Regions from separate parts of the Sus scrofa genome. Here all the other regions are linked to region 3. A link is a contact called in public Hi-C and promoter capture Hi-C data. All regions are on one chromosome and are shown on one strand. The core of a region is the stretch at or near the end of the contact, and the rest is flanking DNA. Distances in the headings are between cores, read along the strand shown.

Region 1 (3,370 bases), core at 9-2,508, 270 kb before region 3:
AGGTGCAGTTGGCAGGGGAGATGCGGCTGTCCCGGCCCAGGGGCCTCTGTATGGTGCCCTGCACTTCCAAAAGCACTGCTGGGGGGTCCTCACAGGCTGGAGAGAGGAAGGTAAGGACATCAGTTGCGAGCCTCTTACCATGCCACTCCTCCCCAGGCTTCATGCTTCCAAGGGCCTGGGCTCTTCAAGAAGGAGCACAGAAACTCCCCCTTCCCAGCCACACACACTCTGGAGGCAGAGTCGTCAGTGGGCTCCCCTTCTCACCACACTCATCGTTGTTCCACCTTAGGTATCAACACCACAAACAAAATGAGGTCTGCTTTGTGCCAACCACTGGGCCAGGAGGAACGGGAAATACGATCTCTATCCTCAAGGAGATTACATTTGGGCGAGGCGAATCAAGGATGGATATTGGGGGGGCAAATAGTACATAACTACCAAGTGAGGGCCCACGCTGGGTTTCAGTTTCTGTCTGTAAAACAGAGGATGGCTGATCTCCACTCGAAAACTATGGAAGGTACCAGAGGAAGTCAAGGAAGAGAGTCTTTCTCTAGGGTGCTCTCTCATTACCAAGCCCATGGGACCCCAGAGGCATCCTCTACTCACCATGATTTGGGAAAAGGATCCGGTCTTGGTGGGCCAGAGCGCCTCCTAGAGGAAGAGCGAGAAAGGGCAAGAGTCACACTTCGGAGTTTTCTCCACCTGAGCTTCTCAAGGAGGAAAGGGAACCATCGGCGGCTTCCGGGTAGTTTACGAGAAGGGTGGTGGAACAGGGGGAGGCAGCGGTGTGTGACCTCAAAGGAAGGTCCTCCAGTGCGGCTTGTAGGATGGGTACGGTGATCTAAGGAAGCCAGAGCGAGTATGAGGGCCGAGGGGAGCGGCTGTAGATTTCCCGAGGGTTGGGGCAGGCAGCGACCAAGGCGACGGCAGGGGCCGCGGGGCAGGGGAGGACAGGGTAGGGGTGAGAGGCCCCATAGGGGGAAGGGAGCTAGAGGACCTGGGCGCGGTGACAGCCCTGGGAGCGGGGTCCCGGGCGAGTAGCCTCGTTTCGATTTCTTACCCAGGAGGAGAAGGATGGCCGGCAGCATCGTGAGCCGTCCCGAGGCGCAGGAAGAGTCCCGGAGCTTCGATCGTCTACCCAGTGGGGAGGCGGCGCCACTCCGGGTATCCTGGCTCCTCAGTGCCGCCTCCCCGAGGGGGCTCCATGGCCCAGACTCCTCGACCGAGGCTCCGGATGCCAGGGCTGGGGGCTGGTGGGGGGCGGCGGCGGCCCGGGAACCGGGGCGGTGCCTCTCGCCAACTTTGGAGTTGTTCTCCCCGGCCGCCGCAGCGCTCTCTCCAGAGGCTGACCCCCGAAGCCCAGGGAGTTGGCTCGAAGTCCAGCGCTGGGGCGCGCCCTCGCCTAGAGCCCGCCCGCAGGCCGCGAACGTCCGGGTCCAGGCCTGGCCGCCACCTGCCGAGGCTTGAGGCCACTTCCTCTTCGGGCCAAACTTTGCCGACTGTCAGCGCCCAGAGCCGGCCCGGGCGCTGCCCAACTTCTCCAGCGCCTCCAGCCCCGGAACGCGGGTAGAGGAGCTGGGGAGGAGGGGACTGGCGACTCGGCCCAGCGCTCGAGCCCTCGCCCTGGCTGTACCCCAGCCAGCCCAGGGGTTGGAGGAACCCGGGTGGAGGAGGGGGAGGGTGACGAGCCTGGCCCCACCCCTGCCAATCAACGCTTACCACGCCCACCTTCCCATCTTAACCCCTTTCAGGTCCTACCGCGCCTTGTCCCTCGGGCTCTCAGGGCGCTCAGCCTCCACTTGTAACTCTGCTTTGTTTAGTACTTCCCGTGTAACACATGGGTTACAGGACACATTTGTCAGAAGACAATTGCATATTCCATAATTGTTATGTCTTTCCTTTGGCTCCTTAAGCTCTCAGTACTTTTCTTGTCCCGGTGTCTGACATCCGGTAACACTTTTTGTCGTGAGCCTCTATTACAGCAATTACTACCCGGTGTTATAAATATTTGTTTACTCGTCTTTCCCGCCCCCGCCCCGCCCCTTCTGTGGAAACTGAAACTTCCTGTAGGTTGAGGCCTAGACTGTTTACCTTTGCACCCACAAGGCTTCTCTCCTGCTGAGACACAGTAACTCAATAAACGAATAATTGTACCTTGGCTATTTGCAGGCTATGTGACCTTGAGAAAATCATTTCACCTCTCTGTGCATTAACTCTGTTAAATGGAGTTAATAATGGCACAATACTTCTTAAGGTTGTTGTCATCATTTAGGGAGATGATGTAAGTTGAGCATCTAGGAAGTGCTTCATACCTGCTTACAATGATTATTATTAGTTACAGGAGTTATTTCTGATTTAGGTGGGCTTGGGGTTACCGATTCCCTGTGGCACTTATAGGTAATAATAGTAAACAACAATAATAGCAAATACTTTTTGAGCTTTTTTTCACATTTCAGGCATAAATCTAAGCACTTTTCAAATATTTGCTCTTTTACTTCTCTCCACCATCTTGTGAGGTAGTTATTATTGTTACTCACATGTTACAGATAGGGAAACTTAGGCACAGAGAAGTTTAGTATTGCCCAAGATCATGGATCTAGTAAATGTTGAAACAGAGAGAGCTAGAGAACCTGGGTGATCTGACTCTGGACAGAGTTCATTCAGAGCCTTACCACTCTCTCCTCTCTACAAACAGTTTTCTGTTCATGACATTTGTTGTTGCCATCAGTTTTGATGTGTTCAAAACTGGGATCTCAGCAGGGCCATAGACTTGGCCATAAAAAGGCTCTTCTTTCACTTGGCCCTCAGTCCCATGCCAAGGAAACTTGGTTCCTGGGTCTCTATGCTTCCTACTGCAGCCCTTGAGATTGACGAGAGGAGAAACAGAACCCTAAATATGGGAGGAGAATGTTGAATAAAGGAAGTAGGACAAAGAGGTTGGGGAAATTAAAAATATTTACGTCCCGAAAGCAATCATGGAGTTTTTAGTTGAGTGGTGGCTGAATCCTCTATGCTGTGTACTGGGACTTGGAGAATGCCTGGAACTCTTAAGACTTCATTTTAGCTTCAAGGAGCTTACAGTCTAGTTGGAAAAAGAGGTTAGATACATAAATTTAAAAAGTCAGGCAGGAGTTCCTGTCATGGCTCAGTGGTTAACGAATCTGACTAGGAACCATGAAGTTGCAGTTTTGATCCCTGGCCTTGCTCAGTGGGTTAAGGATCTGGCGTTGCCATGAGCTGTGGTGTAGGTCATAGACTCGGCTCGGATTTGGCGTTGCTGTGGCCCTGGTGTAGGCTGGCCGCTGCAGTACCAATTAGACCCCTAGCCTAGAAACCTCCATATGCCGAGGTTGCGGCCCTAGAAAAGACA
Region 2 (3,159 bases), core at 367-2,866, 440 kb before region 3:
GGGGCCGGCGGAGACCGTCCCCGCCGGGCTGGGCCCCTCGGCACTGCCAGGTAAGGGCTTCTGCTCCGGAGCCCGCGGTCGGGAATTCGCGCAGGGGCAGCAGGGGGCCCGCAGCCTGCGGGTATCTTCAGAGCGGTGAGCGGTGCGCTCCGCGGCTGGGAGCCCACTGCCGGCTCCCTTCTCCCGCGCTCTCCAGCTTTCCCTTCTTCCCTCGCACCTCTCTCCCTCTTTTAACCATTTTCCTCTCCCTCGATCTCTCTTCACCCAGCCTTCTCTCTGCCTGTTTGCCTTCTCTGCCCCTTCCCTCTGTCTCCCCAACCCTTCTCTCTCCTTCTTACCCTGTCTTGCTCCATCTCCTCTTCCTCTTTGCTGTTTTCTTCCTCCACCTCTCTCTCCTTTCCCGTCTCTTCCTTTTCCCGCTCTCCTTTCCTTCCCCTGTTCCTTCTCTCTCCTCTCCCCTTCCCTTTCCCACTCTCCTATTTCCCACTCCTCTCTCCCTTTCCTTCTCCCTCCTCGTCCCGCCTCCCTCTCCGGTCGCCGGCTCGCCTCCGGCTTCCCTCTTCCCTCGGGAAGGAAAGGACTGTCAGGTGTGTGTCTGCTCTGGGGGAGGAGAGGCGCAGCCACAGCCACCTGGGGGGACCCCCTAGGAGGAGAGGGAGAAGACAGTGGTGGGAAGGGTCCTCTCTCTAGCTTCCATCCCACAGCCCCTCCTGGCTGCCCCCTCTCCCAGAATGAAGTTCTCCTCCAGGGTGGCCTGGTCTAACCCCCTCAGCTGAAGCTGCCCCTTCCTGTCCATCACACATACTGAAAGCCCCTCTGCCCTCTCAGCCACCCATTCTCTAGCCTGGTACCCATATGACTCCTCTCTGCTTTTCAGACACCCAGGCTGCCACCTTGGGTCTCTTTCCTTCTGTCTCTTGCTGCCATTCTGTCTCTGTCTCTGCAGCCAGTCCCTGAGTCTTGGTCTCAACCTCAATCACGCTGTGTCTCTAGCCTCTGGGTCTGCCTCTGCTCCCCCTCCCCGGTCTCCTGGCCTCTGCCACCCCTCTTCTTCCAGCTCTGGCCCCTACAATGCCTCATGAGTCCAGGTCTCCCTTCAAGGACTTCAGCTAGCAGTGTGTTAGGGTCAGTTTCTGGAGAGGCGGGGTTCTCTGTGGAGGAGGGACTTTCACAGGCTTTCAACCCTGTTTGAGGCTGCACTCCTTGTCCTCTCACCCTGACCCTAGGCACCCTCAGATCACACCTCCAGGAGTCCAGATCCCTTTATTTTAAGCCCTTTCCCTGGTAGCCCCCATTTCCTCCAGCCCCCAGCTGCATGCCCACCCTGGGAGAACAGGAGCCAGATTTGAGGTTCCCAGCCCTCCCAGCATACCCTCTCCTATTTTCTCCCCAAGCTTCTCTACTCACTTGACTGGCCGGAGATTTATCAGCTTGGAGGGCTGGAGGTGAATACAGGCAGAGCCTGGGTGGAGGGAAAGATCAGACTGCTTTCTGTCTTAGTCTGGTTTCTGGTCACTGGTGTTTCTGGTTCCTCGGAGGTCTGATCTTGAGCATCTAACTTTGGAGGGGGGAGGGTTAAGGGTTTCCTTGACCCTGAACAGCTACCTCTCCTGCAGGTGTGGATCCATGGGGTAGTCCCAAAGCATCTGCCCCTCTGCCCCAGGCAGCTCATGCCTTAACACCCAGGGGCAGTGAACAGAGCCCTGGCTGGTGCCCAAACATGTGGGGCCTGGTGAGGCTCCTGCTGGCCTGGCTGGGTGGCTGGGGCTGCATGGGGCGCCTGGCAGCCCCAGCCCGGGCTTGGGCAGGGTCCCGGGGAGGCCCAGGACCAGCACTGCTTCGGACCCGAAGGAGCTGGGTGTGGAACCAATTCTTTGTCATTGAGGAATATGCTGGACCAGAGCCCGTCCTTATTGGCAAGGTAAGGATCAAGCCTCCCATGTCTACCCTGACTCTCAAGGCTCTGCCCTGCAACTTCACTTCTGCAATGACCTTGGTCCCTCAGAACTCCCAACACTCCACCGAGGCCCAGACTTAGACTCTTTAACTTTCTGTCCCTGCGCTTGGAACCCGCTGCCATCTTTCCCTGACCCGTACAGCTGCACTCGGACGTGGACAGGGGTGAGGGCCGCACCAAGTACCTGCTGACGGGAGAGGGGGCAGGCACCGTATTTGTGATCGATGAGGCCACAGGCAATATCCATGTCACCAAGAGCCTGGACCGGGAGGAGAAGGCCCAGTATGTGCTACTGGCCCAAGCTGTGGACCGAGCCTCCAACCGCCCCCTGGAGCCCCCATCAGAGTTCATCATCAAGGTGCAAGACATTAATGACAATCCACCCATCTTTCCCCTCGGGCCATACCACGCCACAGTGCCCGAGATGTCCAACGTCGGTGAGTATCCCGAGTCCGGACATCGTGGATCCCACCTCCTAGAGCGCCCTCCCTCACCTCTCCCTCCCCCACCCCTTTCTGCCCCGGAAGCCACCTCCCTCAGTTCAGCCCCACTCATGTCTGGGTCCTGATCGTCTGCTGTTCTTCCCTACTTGGCTCTGCCCCTGCTGAGTGGGGTGCCGGGATCCCCCACAGGGACTTCAGTGATCCAGGTGACTGCTCATGATGCTGATGACCCCAGCTACGGGAACAGCGCCAAGCTGGTGTACACCGTGCTGGATGGACTACCTTTCTTCTCTGTGGACCCCCAGACTGGTGAGGCTAGAGCTCAGGAGCCGGGTGGGGCTGCCTTGGGACCAGGCACCCTCTGATCCATCATCTCTCCCTAGGAGTGGTGCGGACCGCCATCCCCAACATGGACCGTGAGACGCAGGAGGAGTTCTTGGTGGTGATTCAGGCCAAGGACATGGGTGGCCACATGGGGGGGCTGTCGGGCAGCACTACGGTGACGGTCACCCTCAGCGATGTCAACGACAACCCCCCCAAGTTCCCGCAGAGTAAGGGGCCAGTGCTGTCGCCTGAGCCATCTTTTAAGCACCCCACCCCTTGCAGCCTCTTGAGAAATCTGCCCTCCCACCCCTCCCGAGCCAGGCCTGGGAGAAGGACATGCCGGGAGAGGGAGGAGGGCTGGAGACCTCTCTAAGATCGTCTCCCTCCATCCTCCCCAAGGCCTGTACCAGTTCTCCGTGGTGGAGACCGCTGGGC
Region 3 (3,252 bases), core at 278-2,777:
ACATCTGCAACCTACACCACAGCTCATGGCAACGCCGGATCGTTAACCCACTGAATAAGGCCAGGGATCGAACCTACATCCTCATGGATGCTAGTCAGATTCGTTAACCACTGAGCCACCACGGGAACTCCTGGTTCCAGTGTGAACACAAACAACAAATGAAAACTAAGGAAGGTTTACTTGCTGTTTTAGGAATTTTGCTTGAGTGGCTAGGATAGTTTAAAGTTACTAATAAGTTGAAAAAGTACCTGGTTATATGCTACTTGCAGCTGAAAGTGCGATGAGCTAGGTCTGTTAGATCAGATTCACCTAAAATAAAAGGGCAGCAGGAGTTCTCTTGTGGCACAGTGGGTTAAGGATCTGGCATTGTCACTGCAGTGGCTTGGGTTGCTGCTGTGACCTGGTTTGATCCCTGGCCAGGGTAATTTCCACAAGCCTCTGGCATGGGAAAAAAACAAAACAAAACAAAAAACGCGGCAAAAGCCAGAAACTAAGGTGGACCTTATTTTTCAAAAAGGTTAAAACACTAAATACAAGTAACTAATTCCACTTGTTAAAATACAAAACCTTAAACCTTCATTTTCTTCTGCAAAATAAATCGGAAGGGGTAGAGTTTGAACCAGGCACCAGGCAATGCTCTTTCAGGCCTTTCAGCACTGACATTCTGGGATAGTTCAACAACAGGTTCAAGATGCTAGGTTGGGAGTAGCACGCTGCTAAACTTGATCGTATACTCTATGCAATTTAATCGACTTTCTCACCCCACGCCCACCCCCAGCTCTTTTAAGACTATCAGATTCACCGAAGAATACCTACAATTGACTAACTACAATTCAAAAAATGTGGAGGAGCCCAATAAATGTCTGCTGAATGAATACCTGAGGTTTGATTCTATCGCTCTTATTAATAAGCGTCCCCAAGTCTAGATCCTAAAGCCAGTTCAGGACCGGGTAAAGTCGAGCTCCCCCACTCCGCCCCACACCTCCCACCCCCAATAACCACGTCTAAACTGGTGCCCGCTCAGACACTGATCGGGTGGTTCCAACTTTGGGGCAACCTGACTTGCTCCAATGATCTGGGACGGATCGCAGTTAGCGCCCTTAACAGAATTAGGACCGAACAAGTACTGAACCCGGAGAGCGCCAGACATTGCCCTATAGCAGATCTAAATAGTATATGTTTGAGAACGTGAGTGAACCAAAGAGACTCCAAACCTCGGAGTAGCTTCGCTATTGGCTGTAAAGCCTCTCCCGGTCTTCCTCCCGCACTATCTTGTTGCTAGAGCAACTGTGGGCGTCACCAACCTGACGGCGGAAATGGAACAAAAAGAGTACACGTCTCCAGCACAGGGAAAGATCCGTTGCGCAGGCGCACTAGCTTTCTCTGGCTGTAGTTCTCATTTTGAGGATGTATTCTGCGTCTGCGCATTGGTTGTTTCGCGCCTTGGTCGGTCTATACGCCTGCGCAAATCGGGGAGGACGGAGCTGGGCTGTACCGCTGCGCATGCGCTAAGACTACATCCGGTGTGGTCGTCTGGTACTCTAGGAGCTTGGGGTACGCCGGCCGAAGTACCAAGTTTATAGTCATGTCGGCGTCGGTGTTGTCGGTAATCTCCCGGTTCTTAGAAGAGTACTTGAGCTCCACTCCTCAGCGTCTGAAATTGTTGGATGCATATCTCTTGTATATACTGCTGACCGGGGCGCTGCAATTCGGTTACTGTCTCCTCGTGGGGACCTTCCCCTTCAACTCTTTCCTCTCCGGCTTTATCTCTTGCGTGGGGAGCTTCATTCTAGCGGGTAATGATTCAGTAATAATCTCCATAATAATGTGTTTCTTTGGTGCGCTGCTTTTATTCCCACAGTGCTCGTCTCTTTGTATCAGAACACTGCCTTGTCAAGTTATGAGAGGAGCCTGCATTGCTCTCTCTTTGTGAATGGGGAAATGGAGGGTCAGACAGGTGGCGTGCCTGTTACTGGAGAATCACCAAGGAGCTGGAATTAAATATAGAAACCACTTTCATGCTGCTGTGCAACCTGGTGATCCTCTTCACTTTGTATATATAGTCCAGGGAAAACTTCTTCCCAATTTCCACCTAGCTTTAACACAACTTTGAAGTTGGTAGACTTTTTTTTTTTATTTTTAAACTTACTATAGTTGACTTACAATGTTTTATTAATTTCTGCTGTACAGTAAAGTGATCCAGTTATACATATGTATGTGTATATGTATATATATATATATATATTCTTTTTTACGTTATCCTCCATCGTGTTCCATCACTGATGATTAGATATAGTTCCCTATGCTATACAGCAGAATCTCATTGCTTATCCACTCTAGGGTTAGGTGCTATAGTTTGCATCTACTAACCCCATACTCCCAGCCCATCCCACTCCCTCCCCTTCTCCCTGTTCTCCATGTCCATGGGTTTGTTTCTTTTCTGTAGATAGATTCATTTGTGCCATTATTCCAGATATAAGCGATATATGGTATTTGTCTTTCTTTCCTTTTTTTTTTTTTTTTTTTTTTTTGCTTTTTAGGGCCACACCCACAGCATATGGAATTTCCTAGGCTGAGAGTCGAATTGGAGTTACAGCTGCTGGCCTACACCACAGCAACGCTAGATCCAAGCTGTGTCTGTGACCTACACCACAGCTTGTGGCAACACTGGGTCCTTAATCCACTGAGCAAGGCCAGGGATCAAAGGTGAGTCCTCATGGATGCTAGTTGGATTTGTTAATGTGAGCCATAATGGACACTCCATTTTTTTTTGTTTGTTTTCTCTTTCTGACTTACTTCACTTAGTATGAGAGTCTTTGGTTCCATGCATGTTGCTGCGAATGACATTTAATTTGTTCTTTTTTTTGGCTGAGTAGTATTCCACTGTATATATACACCATGTCTTTTTTTTTTTTTTAAGGCCACCCTCAAAGCTTTGGAGATTCCCAGGCTAGGGGTCCAATTGGGGCTACAGCTTCCGGCTTACATCACAGCCACAGCAACGTGGGATCTGAGCCGAAACTGTGACCTACACCACAGCTCACGGCAACGCGAGATCCTTAGCCCACTGAGTGAGGCCAGGGATTGAACCCGCAACCTCATGGTTCCTAGTGGGATTCATTTCTGCTGTGCCATAATGGGAACTCCAACGTCTTCTTAATCCATTCATATGTTGATGGACATTTAGGTTGTTTCCGTGTCTTAGCTGTTGTGAGTTAGTGCTGCAATGAACATAAGGGTGCATATATCTTT

What was found. Promoter capture Hi-C pulls out the DNA fragments that hold promoters and counts their contacts. Hi-C and Micro-C count contacts between places; a contact is called where the count stands out from the background.
Region 1: a promoter capture Hi-C map of fetal liver shows a contact between it and region 3, with 2.6 times the contacts expected there. The contact joins the promoter of LRP10 here to the promoter of DAD1 in region 3. A contact is called at or near these places in 3 of 5 promoter capture datasets (fetal liver, fetal skeletal muscle and liver), 4 of 47 Hi-C or Micro-C datasets (blood, epiblast stem cells, omental adipose tissue and 1 more) and 1 of 2 datasets of contacts at active chromatin or transcription factors (alveolar macrophages).
Region 2: a contact with region 3 is called in a Hi-C map of blood, with 3 times the contacts expected there. The contact joins the promoter of CDH24 here to the promoter of DAD1 in region 3. A contact is called at or near these places in 2 of 5 promoter capture datasets (fetal liver and liver) and 4 of 47 Hi-C or Micro-C datasets (alveolar macrophages, blood, omental adipose tissue and 1 more).

What each region holds. Positions count from the first base shown.
Region 1 is chr7:76,157,247-76,160,616 of Sscrofa11.1, forward strand. It overlaps LRP10 (LDL receptor related protein 10), which reads right to left and starts at 1,259. Exons shown (of 7, transcript NM_001143715.1): 1 at 1,061-1,259; 2 at 607-651; 3 at 1-96. The coding sequence starts at 1,088.
Region 2 is chr7:75,990,289-75,993,447 of Sscrofa11.1, forward strand. CDH24 (cadherin 24) reads left to right here and starts at 1,617. Exons shown (of 12, transcript NM_001243615.2): 1 at 1,617-1,921; 2 at 2,100-2,394; 3 at 2,590-2,709; 4 at 2,784-2,951; 5 at 3,124-3,159. The coding sequence starts at 1,721.
Region 3 is chr7:76,430,513-76,433,764 of Sscrofa11.1, forward strand. It overlaps DAD1 (defender against cell death 1), which reads left to right and starts at 1,528. Exons shown (of 3, transcript NM_213944.1): 1 at 1,528-1,796. The coding sequence starts at 1,586. It overlaps ABHD4 (protein ABHD4), which reads right to left and starts at 1,324. Exons shown (of 7, transcript XM_021099270.1): 1 at 1,215-1,324.